Linked DNA regions of Sus scrofa: region 1 is linked to region 2. A link is a contact called in public Hi-C data. All regions are on one chromosome and are shown on one strand. Each heading gives the region's core, a stretch centred on a gene start, on an enhancer-like site or on the middle of the called end of the contact. The rest is flanking DNA. Distances are from core to core; before and after follow the strand shown.

Evidence for each region. A called contact is a pair of places that touch in the nucleus more often than the background predicts.
Region 1: a Hi-C map of retroperitoneal adipose tissue shows a contact between it and region 2, with 2.0 times the contacts expected there. The contact joins the enhancer-like site here to the promoter of MYLIP in region 2. A contact is called at or near these places in 5 of 47 Hi-C or Micro-C datasets (embryonic fibroblasts, fetal skeletal muscle, retroperitoneal adipose tissue and 2 more) and 1 of 2 datasets of contacts at active chromatin or transcription factors (skeletal muscle).

The regions. Positions count from the first base shown.
Region 1 is chr7:12,213,729-12,217,370 of Sscrofa11.1, forward strand. LOC106504328 (a long non-coding RNA gene) reads left to right here. Exons shown (of 4, transcript XR_002346328.1): 3 at 2,360-2,526. Among named protein-coding and RNA genes, the nearest start is that of GMPR, 39 kb to the right of the region's middle. Within about 2 kb of position 1,258, at least 5 of the 83 cell types and tissues checked have an H3K27ac peak or open chromatin away from gene starts, as enhancers often do. A contact at or near this core is called in retroperitoneal adipose tissue, where this site is marked.
Region 2 is chr7:12,115,481-12,119,352 of Sscrofa11.1, forward strand. MYLIP (E3 ubiquitin-protein ligase MYLIP) reads left to right here and starts at 1,760. Exons shown (of 7, transcript XM_001929076.4): 1 at 1,760-2,099; 2 at 3,192-3,382. The coding sequence starts at 2,013.

The DNA of each region.
Region 1 (3,642 bases), core at 8-2,507, 98 kb after region 2:
CCCTGGAGATAGGTTCATCTGTGCCATATAAAATACCAATTTTATGCAAAACCTTCTTCTAGGTTTACAAGAGAATATATAAAAAGCGCATGTTCCTGACATTCAAAATTCTCGCCTATAACCCAGTATGGACAAGGTTGGAGATGGGGAGACCACTGCAACTGAAGCAGTCTATGGGAATGAGGCTAGAGATCAGTTGAATTGAGAGGAGATAACTTGAAAATTAGCCATGATGCCCCGGGTCACAGATGACACATGAATTTTTTGTTGTGGAGAATGCAAGTTGAAACTCTCAGTGAACAGATTGTTCCTGGAGCCAAAGAGGTCAAGGATGAGGTCTGTGTTCTGGAAATGGGAAGGACTGGAGAGAATGCATTGAGACATACAGTCAGAGTGGTGAAACTGTCTTGTTCAAGGTCACAGGCCACCAGGAGGAGGTATATCTCTTTTTTGCAGGTACTCTGTGGTCATTCTTCAAATTTCTACCTTCTAGTTCTTTGCTTTGGTTGTGTTGAGAGTTTATTCGAGTTTCTCAGTAAGTGTGTGTATGGTGACAGCTCCCCACTCGCTGTCCTTTCAAATATTAGTCATTTCTGTCTAAAGGAAGGAATCACCTCTACTTCTGATGGTTGCTTAGTCCCAGCCTCAGATGTTTTCAATGCAAGGATCTCGAGAATATGATGCGGAGGGGAACATAGCTGCCCTTCTTTTCCCCTCTATAGTAATCAATAGACCTAGTTAACCCAAGTTTTTTGAATATATATGTTCAAAACATACATACAGATACATAATAAACACATATATGTGTATGCATATGTATTTGTATGTATATGGGTCATCCCAATGTTTGTCTGCCCTTCCTCTTTCGCAGGATCTGAATTTACCTGATGACTGCCAGCCACACACCCGTGTGAGATGGGGCTTACACTTTATGTCTGCCCTATTTGTCTGATGAATCACGCTATTATTCCACGTGCTTCCCTACTAAGGCAGACAACCAAAGCATAGAGTTATTTTCTTCTAATCCATGCCTTTAGACTTCTGCCCACCTCTGGAGTGAAACACCTCTATCAATTTCCTCTTGATTAACTAGAATCCCTTGCCACTATTCCCGTAATCAACCAGTATTTGTTAAGAATCGTAGACTGTGATTGTTGTGCAAGAAGAGCATTTCTTTAGCGCTACTGCGAAATGGAACTAATGTGTAAACACAACAGATGCAGATGCTTGCCGTTCGGGAGGCTGAATACTGTAGACTCGAAAGCAAGTGTCAAAGTGCCCTCTAGTGGTTCATGCGGTACACTGACCGTCAATGTCCTTCCAGGGCAAAGGGAGCCCAAGTTGCAAAGATACAAGACTACTGGAAGCCTGACTTTTTGAATCCTATTTTCAGTTTCTTCCAGACACCCTGAGGTTCAGACAGGATGTGACACATGAAGATTTAAGTTAATTAAAAGAGCCTCCAGCATCCAAGACCAGGAAGAAATAAATAAATACTGAGAGGCTAGAAAATAAGACACTTTCACTGTACACCAAGTATCCTCACCATTTCTTTGCCAGTCTGCTCAGAAAAACTGAGTTCTGGTTAGCAGGTTTTTTTTTTCAGCCAGGAGGGACATAATTTGGTTGGTTAATGTTTATTGCCTTGTTACATGTCCACCTAGAGGGAGAGTCTCCACTTGGCTACTTATTTGTTATTGATGACAAATAACCATGTGGAATGACCAAGAAATATTCCTTTCTGAATTCTTTCAGGAACGTGGAGTTTAATCTGCAGCATTCAAGTACTTCTGGTACAGTAACAAGATGGTACCATTTTCACTAATATCCTTAAAACCAGTATAAATGATCTATGGTTGATTAGAAACTTCTAATACAGTTATTGACTTTTTACATAAGGGGCACAGACTCCTCTGGAAATAATGCTGGCCTGAAGGCATGGAGATATGGACCATGGCATTGCCTCTGCCACCAGCTAGGTGACTTTAAGCAAACCCTTTAGCATCTCTGGGCCTCAGTTTCTTCATTAATAAATGAAAGAACTGGACTAATAATTGGTTACCTTTTTCAGCTCTACAATAATCTAATTTCAAAATATCATTTGGCAGGAGTTCCCATGGTGGTGCAGGGGAAACAAATCTGACTAGCGTCCATGAGGACGCAGGTTTGATCCCTGGCCTCAAGGGTTAAGGATCTGGTGTTGCCATGAGCTGTGGTGTAGGCCGGCGGCTACAGCTCCGATTCATCCCCTAGTCTGGGAACCTCCATATGCCAGGGTGCAGCCCTAAAAAGATTTAAAAAAAATCACCTGGCAGATTATAAGTACCATGCTTGTCTTAGTGTGTATTTCCTTCATCAGCCCCAGGGTACCAGCTCCTTGCCCGTTCCTCAGCAGAAACCAAGATTCAAGGAACCAGCTGAGCTAAGGAGGAGACACAGACTAGGATGCTAGCTAGGAAGCCAGCTTTCCTCTTCCTGAACCCAGGAAACATAAGCCCCCTGGAAGGGGAAGGAAGAGCTGAAGTGGTGAGTCACTCAAATGAGAACAAAGGAGCAGGATGGGTGGAGCTAGGAGCAGCAAAGAGGAGCTGGAACTTCCCAGCTTGCGGGTCAGGACCCAGCAAGGAAGGGACTCAGAAGGACCAGCCTCCTTGTGTGTGGACCCACACTGACTCGCCGCCCACAGGGAGTCCCACCCTGGGCATGGCTGAATCTCCAGAACAGAGGTGGGGCACGGATGCCCATGAGGGGTCAGAACATGAAGGGAGCACTTCCTTCACCCCTCGACCAGCTACGGAAGCGCTGAGGAGAACAAGTTGACCACGTCTCCATGAGAGGGACCTCAGTCCACACCTTTGATCTACGACAGAGCCCTGTGGTTTTTTGTGCAGGTGTACTCAGCAACACTAATAATGGAAATGGAGACGTGTGCACATCAATTTTTATCAACCTGTCATATTTGAGAGGAATTTTCTATTTCTTATAAACGTATTTATTTATTTTGGGGGCACCTGCAGCATATGGAAGTTCCAGCGCCAGGGACTGAATCTGCACCACAGCAGCAACCCAAGCCACTGCAGTGACAATACTGGATCCTTAACCCAATAAACCATAAGGGATCTATTTCCTTTTAAAAATGAGGAGTTCCCGTTGTGGCAGAGTGGTTACCGAAACCGACTAGGAACCATGAGGTTGCGGGTTCGATCCCTGCCCTTGCTCAGGGGTTAACGATCTGGCGTTGCCGTGAGCTGTGGTGTAGGTTGCAGACACGGCTCAGATCCCGAGTTGCTGTGGCTCTGGTGTAGGCGGGTGGCTACAGCTCCGATTCAACCCCTAGCCTGGGAACCTCCATATGCCGCGCAGGAGTGGCCCCAGAAAAGACAAAAAAAATAAAAAATAAAAAATAAAATAAAAATAAAAATGGGAGTAGCTTTGGCTATAGTGATAATGTCCTCTCTCTCTCTTTTGTTTATTTATTTATTTATTTTTGGCCTTTTAGGGCCACACGTGCAGCTTATGGAAGTTCCCAGGTAGGGGTTGAATCAGAGCTGCAGCTGCTGGCCTACGCCACAGCCACAGCAATGTGAGATCTGAGCCCTATCTGTGATCTACACCACAGTTCAGAGCAATGCCAGATCCCTG
Region 2 (3,872 bases), core at 510-3,009:
AAAAGAAACAGCCCTGCCAAACCCCCAAACATGCCATCTTTGAAGTAGTTTCTCTGCACAACGAGTATTCGGTTTCAGTGTTTGGTTGTTTGGGTTTTGGTTTTTGAGTTTTGGTTGTTGGCCAATGTCCTGCTTTCCTTCATCTTCATGACCAGTTCCCACTGATTCTGTAAGTGCCTCATTTGTGCATTAAACCCCCTTTTGCTTAAACCAGCCAACTTTTGTTTAGCTGGCGTTGGTTTAGCTAGCTTAGTCGCTCAATAAACAAAAATATTAACCAATCCACCTGGCCTCCATCTTACCCCTCATCTCCCCCCCCACCCCAGTTCTAAAATTTCTAGAGTTTAAGCATGGTTTAGGTAACTATCCAAATGTTATCTCCCAGGTAAATTTTCCCAGATCAGTCAAATGACATTAAGTGAATGAAGAACAAGAGTGGATACAAGGTGGGACTATTTCAGCACAATATTGTGAGGGATATTCTTAAGACACAAAGATGCGAGTGCACACGTCCCTCTGCAGCGCTGGGGCTCAGGACTTGGACTTGTTTTGGCTGTAGTTTAGTGAAAGACTGCAGTAGGATTCTAACCGGTAATCTGCCCTGATATCCTTCCTGCTTTTTCAGAAATAAAGGCCACTGGGACAGACATCCCTGGGACTCCAAGAAAGGGATCAGGACAGAAGTCATTGGCAGGCAGTGAGAGCTGACAGTACATATCTCCCTACATATAAGGGGTCGTTCAAATGCTTTTATGAACACTATCTCTGCTGCTTTTCAGAGCAATGCTGGGGAAAGGCGGGTCAGACACTGTGGTCTCCCTTTTACTGCTGAAACACTGAGCTGCGGAGAGATGAAGTCAGTTTTCAAGGGTGCAAGGCTGAAACCCACATCTTCTGGCTTCTGTGAAGAAACCAAAGAGGTAGGCTCAATAATGCACTAAGAGAAACAAGTGGTAAATGAGGGGAGAGTTGTAGACCTTTAATTATTAATAGCTACAATTGAGGTTAAATCACCTGTTAGGTTCTGAGATGAGTTCCTTACCCCAAGATGGGGATAACACCTGGTTGCCTGAGAGACTGGAGCAGGTGCTCAATTAATGTTAAGTGAATAAATGAGATGAGGTGTGAGATAGGATGAGCAACCCCAGGGAGGGCCTTAGTGACCAGTACGGTGTTTTGATTCAGCACAATGGGTAAATAGAAGCTTCTGGAGAGGGTTCATGGAGAAAGTGCTAGATCAAGCTCCCTGGCTTATTGAACAATCGCAAAAACTTTTATACTCAGATTTTGTTTTTTCAATGACGGCGCCTAAAATAAAGAACAAGAATTCCGCCTTCCAGCAACCCACTGTGGCAAACCACAGGGGAAACAGTTTTTTTTTAGGCTTTGGGGTTGTTCTCTTTCCTATCCGCTTCCACCTCAAGGCTTCTGAAGAACAGCGGCTGCTTGGAGGCGTTTAATCAATGTAAATTCGAGCCCGACTGAAAGTCGTCCCAGCCTGGGAGCCCCGGGCGATCGCTGGCTCGGAGCAGCGTCGCCCAGCGGGCAGAGGTAGAGGCTGCGTCCCAGGTCCTCCCTCCTCCCGCAGCGCCCGCCGCCCGCGAGCTGCCACCTCCCGGGGAGGCTGAGGGGAACTCAGCCGACGCTGGAAGGGCGGGCGGCAGGGGAGCGGGCGTCGCTATTGGCTGGTGGGGCGGCGGTGGAGGGGCGGGGCCACCGTGATTGGCGGGGGCTCCCAGCCGAGGGGGGCGGGGCCGCTATATCTGAGGAGTCCCTGTCGCGGCGCAGGCAGTCGGGCTGCTGGAGTGCGGCGCCACCGCGGGAGTCAGCGAGCCGGCTGCCGGGCGCGCTGGCAAGGGGGTGGCGGCGAGGGCGCGGCGGCTGCGGTGTGCAGGGCAGGGGTCTGCAAGGCTGCAGCCTCCTGAGGGCCAGCCTCGCCGAGACGGGAACTGGGTCTGAGCCCCGCGCACACCAAAGACGAGGCGGCTGTGGCGGCAGCGGCGGCCCCAGCCATGCTGTGCTATGTGACGAGGCCGGACGCGGTGCTGATGGAGGTGGAGGTGGAGGCGAAAGCCAATGGCGAGGACTGCCTCAACCAGGTGAGGACCAGGGGCCAGGCGGGGGCCCCAGCCGGCTCCAGAGGCCCAGGGGCCTCGTGGTGGCTCCAGGAGCCCGGACGCGGGGCTTCTCGGGGGCCGGCATCGCGGAGGCGCCGGCGGCGGAGGGAGTGCGCCCCAGGCGCCCGGCCCGCGCCCCCTCCTCCTCGAGGCCGTGGGGCGCGCGGCCCCCTTCCCGGCGCGCGGGGGACGCCTGGAGGAGTGGGGGTGGGTGTCTCGGGGGACGCGCGGCGGGCCTACCACCCTGCCCCCCAGCCCGGCACTCTCCTGGAAGAAGGGGGCCCAGCACACCTGCCGCAGGTGTGTGCGTGATGCCTCCTGTCGGGTCCCCGCGGGGCCTGGCAGCGCCACCTGCGCCCCGGGTTGCGGTGGCTGGAAGCAGTCGCAGGTCCCGTGGGTTGCTTGGCAGATAAGCCAGGCCCTCGCCTCTTGCTACCTGTCTAATGGACCGTTCATCTACCTGCATCTCCCCTATTGCGGGGGACAAGAGGACCACAGGTTTGGCTTTTCTACCTCACGGCTGTCTTTCAGCACGCGTTTCCTTAAGAGTAAAGAAGAACGGTTCCAAATAGTGTACATAGTAGTATGGCAGATGGCAAATTCAGCTCAAGAGAAACGCTTTGCCCTCAAACCCCCTCGACCTGAGATGTTTGGAAAACCTACAAGCTTAGCTGACACTTGTGGCGTGTTAGCTCAATGTGTTTGTTTTGTTGGAGTCCAGATGGTTAAAATTGCCCAAATAATAAGCTGCCAAATCAGCTGTGCGGATTGTGCTGGTGGAGGGAATTCCGGTGATTGGAATGAGGAGGAGAATACCCCGTGGATTCCCCTCCTCAGCTTTTCTGGAAGGCTGCATTTTGAGAACTCCTTTTGTGCCTCTATCTAGTAGTGGTTTAACATCCCTGGAGCCTTAGAACCTTGTTCTAGCTAACAACAGGAATTGTAACACCGTTGTTGAACCTTGTGTTTTTTTGTTTTTTTGTTTTTAAAGTAGGCAGGAATGTTAAAGCCTTTGGGTTTGCTTTAATCCCGTGGACCACTTGCTCATCCATGCTGCATTTGTTTTTGTTTTAGGTGTGCAGGCGATTGGGAATTATAGAAGTTGATTATTTTGGACTGCAATTTACGGGTAGCAAAGGTGAAAGTTTATGGCTAAATCTAAGAAATCGGATCTCCCAGCAGATGGATGGGCTAGCCCCTTACCGGCTTAAACTGAGAGTCAAGTTCTTCGTGGAGCCTCATCTCATTTTACAGGAACAGACTAGGTAAAGTGACCCTAAAATAAACCAATGTCAAATAGACCTTTGGTTCCATTTAGGAAGGGGCCATTGCACCTCCCAGAGATGTTCACAGGCAAATTTGTTTTGTTACAGAGCGAGTTGGTTCCTAACTCAGAAGTTTTCCACAGTTCTTTTGTTGAGATGAAAAGAGAGGTGCATAGTTGGCCTGGGGTATGATTTCCAACTCTTCTGGTGTTTTTCTTGTCTTTATAAACAGTGGGTGAGCAGGGCTGACTTTTTACACTTGATCAGTGCCACAACACACAAAAAAATCAAATAAAAAAAGAAAGAAAGGGACCAACTGACTTCCTGATAGCAGCATCTACTGTCCGATAGTAACCTCTGCCTCAGCAGTGTTACTATAGGTCATTGCAGACTGCTCTAACAGAAAGCAGGAAACAGTTCCTCTTGGGTTACTTAAACTTGGTCAACTTCTTCAGCCTAGTGTCAGATTACAGTCTGTAGGAAGGAGCTC